2 separate regions of the Mus musculus genome follow, and region 2 is linked to region 1. Evidence: chromatin contacts called from public HiChIP or PLAC-seq data. All regions are on one chromosome and are shown on one strand. Each heading gives the region's core, a stretch centred on a gene start, on an enhancer-like site or on the middle of the called end of the contact. The rest is flanking DNA. Distances are from core to core; before and after follow the strand shown.

Region 1 (2,991 bases), core at 69-2,568:
CTCAGAACAGTCTGTGGTCAGTCACCCACTTCCCTCCTGCATGAAGATTGGGGGGGGGGCAGCTAGCTGCTCTGAAAGATCTTTCTCTCAGTCCAGGGACAATCTATCAGATGGTACCTGTGCTGTTCAAGTAGGCACACCCTTCCTGACAGTGTTCCTGCCCTGCTCCAGCCTGAAGCCTGGACAGGGTCTGACCACAGGACTATAGGGGTGGCGGCCTTCCTCAGAAGACGCTAGACGGACGGAGTGTTAAAAAGGAACCTTCAGCAAGTGGCTGTTTCCTCTGTTGTTAGGATAACCAGCATATTCAGCAACATCTTCACACTGGGCTGTGGGGGGGTACCAACGGGGGCAGAGACCTGGATAGGGAGGGACATAGCTGAGTGCAAGGAGGGACAGAGACCTACTCAGAGAGCAGCTCTGTGGCTTCCTGTGTCCTTGCAGCCTAGAGTAAAATGTGTACACGAGGAATCCTATCCTGATTAAATGCACCCCGGACTCAGCTCCCCAAATAGAATTAGCTCTAAGACCACATACTAGCAGGGTGGAGGAGGGGACCCTTTTGCCAAGGTTGCCCTTCACTGAGTCCCTGACTGACGCTTGAGCTGACCAAAATGCATTCCAATACACCCTCCACCAGAGAGGCCTGAGTTTCTTCCTGACTCTGTCCCTGCTCCTGCCACAGGAACTCACGGAGACCCCTGGCACCACAGGTCATGGAGGGCTGCAGTATAGGGGAGGCCCAGAGTCACTCAGAGAGCCCTAGCACCACACAAGCCTGTCATGACACAGGCTCCCTGAACTCGAACGCCAAGGTCCAAAGTGGGCCTCAGATGCTGCCCCCCCTTCTCCCCTCCCCACAGGGCAACGAAGTGCCAGTCACGTCCCACCATCCTATGACATAAACCTAACTCAAACTCCCATTACAGGGGTTCCCCCTTTGGATCCACACCTCAGTGGTCCCTGGATCTGACAGTTGGGAGGAGACGGGTACTCACAGCACGCAGAGTGCGTAGGCCCGGGGGATGGACTCGCTGGCACGCACAAGGAAGCTCCCGTCCTTGCCGGCTCTGGAAAGTAGCTCCTCTGCCTTGGAGCGGGTGATGTTGCCATGGTTCCACCCAGGGACCATGGCAGGCATGGGTCTCCTGGACTGGGTCAGCAGCCACTCCCAGGACGGACACTCCAGCAAAGTAGTTCAGGGCCCTCTCTAGGCTGAGACCTGCCGCCTGTTGCCTCTCAGAAATTGCCTCTGCTGCTCCTACCAGCTTAACTGACTGACTTCCTGTTTCAGGCACTCAGCGAGGGAGAGGAAACTGAGCTGCACAGAACTTCCTCATTATAGAAACCAAGTGGGGGGGGGGCATCATCTACCTTCCCACCCAGCCAGCACTGGCTGCCTGCTCCACCCTCTCACTCACTGGCTCTCTATTTCCCCTGAATGGGACCTAACCTCCAGAAGCGTCCATTATCAGCCGAAGTTCCACACGAGGGACGCAAGGGCTCTTTTAGCGTCAGGTTTCATGGCTGACTTCTCAAGCCTGGCCCAACATTTGTGAATAGGCCAAAGGCATGGCTCTCAGAAACCTTTGCTGATGTCCACAAGGGTGGTCACAGTTTTCCCCAGCGCCACCCAGCATACTTGTGATGGTGAGCTTTAACTGTCAACTTGACACAACATAGGATTGCCCAGGAAGAGAATCTCCATGAGGGAACGTCTGCATTGGGCTAGCCTGTGGATACATCTGTAGGGGTTGTTTTAATGAAGCTAGTTGATGTCAGAAGACCCAGCCCACTGTGAGCAACACTATTCCCTAGCTAAAACAGTCTGGTTTGGCCCCTCTGGACCTCTGCTGGGCACCTGGGGCTCACGGAAGGGCTTACATGTCCCTATGGTGCAAGCTGGCCACTTTGGTGATATATGTTACCGCGTTCTGCACTGCAGAAGCCCAAATGGCCAGTCAGGCTATTCCCTCTGTGGCTAGACATGGCTATGTTTGCTCACCCCTTAAAGGTCACCGTTCAGTACTAGCTGAGTTCTGCAGGTACTAAGGTAGCCACTGTCCCTTTGATCCCAGAGCTGGGTGACCTTGTTCCTCAGGCCAGGCCCACCAAGGGAAGTGCTGGCTTACGGCAGAAGTGGTGATTGTTCACTCCTTCATCTGAACCTTGTCACGTTAGATGTGACAACAGACCTAAGCCAGGCACCCCCCTACACACACATGCACGCACATACTGGAGCTTGGTTGAGCTTATCGCTCTCAGCCTCAGTTTTCTTTAGACTGCAGGGTGTAATTCAGAAAGGAGCTCTGGTGTGTGGAGGACATGGGAGCTGTGTTGATGTCATCCATGGCAGGAGCTTGGGGCCTGCAGGGCACAGCTGGTGGGAAATCTGAGAGTGGGTAGAGTACTCCAGCCAGGTCCTGAGCCAGAGGGAGGGGACATGGTCTCGACAAGAGCTCACGTCTACATTCTGATTTTGCCACCTGGAGGCTGAAGATGTTAACTCTAACTCTACAAGGGACCCTTCATGGAGTCCTCTCAAGTTCACAGTACCCCATGCAGCCCTCCTTAGGAAATCTCTGTCTAACACATTGTCTTAGTCAGGGTTTCTATTCCTGCACAAACATCATGACCAAGAAGCAAGTTGGGGAGGAAAGGGTTTATTCGGCTTACACTTCCATACTGCTGTTCATCACCAAAGGAAGTCAGGACTGGAACTCAAGCAGGTCAGGAAGCAGGAGCTGATGCAGAGGCCATGGAGGGATGTTCTTCATTGGCTTGCCTCACCTGGCTTGCTCAGCCTGCTCTCTTATAGAGCTAAGACTACCAGCCCTGAGATGGTCCCACCCACAAGGGGCCTTTCCCCCTTGATCACTAATTGAGAAAATGCCTTACAGTTGGATCTCATGGAGGCATTTCCTCAACTGAAGCTCCTTTCTCTGTGATAACTCCAGCTGTGTCAAGTTGACACAAAGCTAGCCAGTACAA
Region 2 (2,949 bases), core at 433-2,932, 590 kb before region 1:
ATCTACTTTTACTATAGGCCCAATACTTAGGCCAAGTGTTCACTCTTAGATCCAGCTGCTTTGGTCTTATCTCAGAGCTTCAGCCTCTAGGCCGTCCTTCCAGCCCACTTTATCAGTTTGCCTTTGTATTATCCCACTCCACCACTGCTTCTCTGGTACTTTGGTCAACAGCTTTACAGGGCCCACAGGAAAACTCAAACCCTTTAGCCTTGCTCTTCCTTAGACCCTGGGTCACTTTGAAAGGAGTTTTCCTCCTCTTTGGCTCTCCTGATTAGTCAAATCCATCTACCCTTTCCTCCTAATGAGGACTCTATTACTGTTTATTGCATGTTTACCAAGTGCCAGGCCTAGAGGTTCAAGTTCAGTCACTGGGCGTGACATAAACTCAAATGACTGTTCTGGCATACTAGAATTTCTGATTAGACCTAGTACCCTTCATGATAGAATCTTTAAACATTTACTGGTTAACCATTTCCTTTAGAACTAAGTAATCTTTAGAGATACATGTTGCCTCACCACTGATCAAATAAGGTAATACAGTGGTTTTTGTTTGTTTGTTTTTTAAAAAAAAGCCCTCAAGAAAGTGGGGATAAAAGCAAGTGTCAAGCAAAGGCAGAAGGAAGGCCAGAGTCATACTACAACAGTATTAGTGGCAACAAGAACATTTCACCTAAGGTGCTTCAAAAACAGCCACAAGTTCCAATTATTTTTGTTCAGAACAACAATGGTTCTCCAAGTATAAACTAGAACCCTGAAGATCCCCCAAGGACCTTTCAGAGGAATGTTACAAGGTTGAAACTATTTCCATTAACAGAAATATTAACTTTTAAAGATCTAATTTTCTCATAGGCATATGGTGGAGTTTTCCAAAGGTTACTCTATGAGATCAAAATAGATTGCAGAAGAATCCAGCTCTATGAAGCCCAATGCTGGAGTGATTTGAAGAACACAAACACACATCACCCTTCTGAAGTTTTGTTTTGAAGAAGTTATTTTCTCAGAACATGTTTTATGCTAGTGTGTATTTAATAGATATGTTTTTCATTGCTTTACTTTCTCTTAGAGCCATATAAATGAAAGGGGGGGGGATGTCCTATGGCCAAAAATGTTTAAGAACCTGAGTCCTTCACAAGCCACTGTCCTTCAGACCAGGCTCAGGGTCAGACAAAACATAATCCTGACAACCTTCCTAATTTCCTGCCTGGCTGACGAAAAGACAGCTTGGGGCAGGGCACAAAAATCCATTTAAAAAATCCAGTTTTGTGAGGCACACTTGTGCCACAATGCACGATGCTGAGGCAGCAGGGCATTACTGCAAGTTTAAGGCCAGTCTGAGCTACACAGCCGGGGAGAGAAGGGCGAGCAGCATCAGGAGAAGAGGGAAAGGAGAAGAGTGAAAAAAAGGAGAGGTAGAGAGAAGGCGAAGGTGCGGGGAAGGGTGAAATAGTACTTTTCTATAGCAGCCAGAGTCAAAGCCTCTCTCCCCTAAGTCGTCCTTTGTTCGCCCTACCATAGGACAACCCAATCACCACTGCAAGGATACTAGACTCGGTCCTGTCTTTAAGCGTCACTGAGCATCTCTGGGAGCACAACGGATCCCTGGGCCCTCCATTCTGATAGGCTGAGGCACCGCCCGCCTCCGCCAATGAGAGACGTTTGCGTCACAAGGGAGTGTGGCGCCGGCCGGTAGGCGGGCGTTCAGCAGCTGCCACCGCCGCTCCAGCGCCGAGGCCGCGGGCCGGCCAGCCGCCATGGTGGACTACTACGAGGTGCTGGGCGTGCCGCGGCAGGCCTCAGCCGAGGCCATCCGCAAGGCGTACCGCAAGCTTGCGCTCAAGTGGCACCCGGACAAGAACCCCGAGCACAAGGAGGAGGCCGAGAGGCGGTTCAAGCAGGTGGCGCAGGCCTACGAGGTCTTATCGGACGTCCGCAAGCGCGAGGTGTACGACCGCTGCGGCGAAGTGGGCGAGGTGGGCGGAGGCGGCGCGGCGGGCAGCCCGTTCCACGATGCCTTCCAGTACGTCTTCTCCTTCCGAGACCCCGCGGAGGTCTTCAGGGAGTTCTTCGGGGGCCACGACCCTTTCTCCTTCGACTTCTTCGGGGGAGACCCCCTTGAGAACTTTTTTGGGGATCGGAGGAGCACCCGTGGAAGCAGAAGCCGAGGGGCTGTACCCTTCTCTACCTCCTTTACCGAATTCCCAGGATTTGGGGGTGGCTTCGCTTCGTTAGATACTGGATTCACATCCTTCGGTTCTCCAGGAAACTCGGGCCTTTCTTCTTTCTCCATGTCTTGCGGCGGTGGGGCGGCAGGCAACTACAAGTCGGTGTCAACCTCCACCGAAATAATTAATGGCAAAAAAATCACCACCAAGAGAATCGTTGAGAATGGTCAAGAAAGGGTGGAAGTGGAAGAAGATGGAGAGTTAAAGTCCCTGATAATTAATGGCAAAGAGCAGCTGCTTCGCATCAATACTCAGTAAAGACTAAAGTGTCTTTTAAGGACTATCAGGACTTTTTTGTTTAAACGCGTTTTCAAGGGAACTCTACTTTCAGAACAACTGTATTCCAGACATTATATGCAGCTCATGTCGGTGCCTCTTGTTATTGTTGGGATCGCAGGGATAGGATCTCTCTTGGTCTTTATGCCTGTTGTAAATATCTGTATGCCTTTGGCACTTATTAAACTTAATCCTGAGGCAGACCACTGTTATGTTCTAGTGCTAGGAAACACTGTTCACAACACCTAAAACCACACAATCTCCATTTTGTTGAACATTCGACTCAGAGCTTTCCTTGAACTTTATAGCTCCACTTCCCCACATGCGCACCAAGGTGAAAGATGGGCATATATTGAGTCTTTCGTTTAAGATAGCTAAGTTGAAAAGAGTGGCTTTTAGTTTACCTAAAGTCATGCTGACATAGGAACAGTTGACTACTGTTTAAATGAAA

What was found. HiChIP or PLAC-seq counts read pairs in DNA pulled down with a chosen protein or histone mark.
Region 2: an H3K27ac HiChIP or PLAC-seq map of microglia shows a contact between it and region 1, with 5 times the contacts expected there. The contact joins the promoter of Dnajb3 here to the promoter of Inpp5d in region 1. A contact is called at or near these places in 3 of 115 datasets of contacts at active chromatin or transcription factors (bone marrow-derived macrophages, double positive thymocytes and microglia).

Annotation. Positions count from the first base shown.
Region 1 is chr1:87,618,639-87,621,629 of GRCm38.p6, reverse strand. It overlaps Inpp5d (inositol polyphosphate-5-phosphatase D), which reads right to left and starts at 1,318. Exons shown (of 27, transcript NM_010566.3): 1 at 999-1,318. The coding sequence starts at 1,141.
Region 2 is chr1:88,204,481-88,207,429 of GRCm38.p6, reverse strand. Dnajb3 (DnaJ heat shock protein family (Hsp40) member B3) reads left to right here and starts at 1,682. Exons shown (of 1, transcript NM_008299.3): 1 at 1,682-2,698. The coding sequence starts at 1,752. The coding sequence ends at 2,480. The region is part of intron 1 of Ugt1a10 (UDP glycosyltransferase 1 family, polypeptide A10); the gene reads right to left. The region is part of intron 1 of Ugt1a9 (UDP glucuronosyltransferase 1 family, polypeptide A9); the gene reads right to left. The region is part of intron 1 of Ugt1a8 (UDP glucuronosyltransferase 1 family, polypeptide A8); the gene reads right to left. It also overlaps Ugt1a7c, Ugt1a6b, Ugt1a6a, Ugt1a5 and Ugt1a2.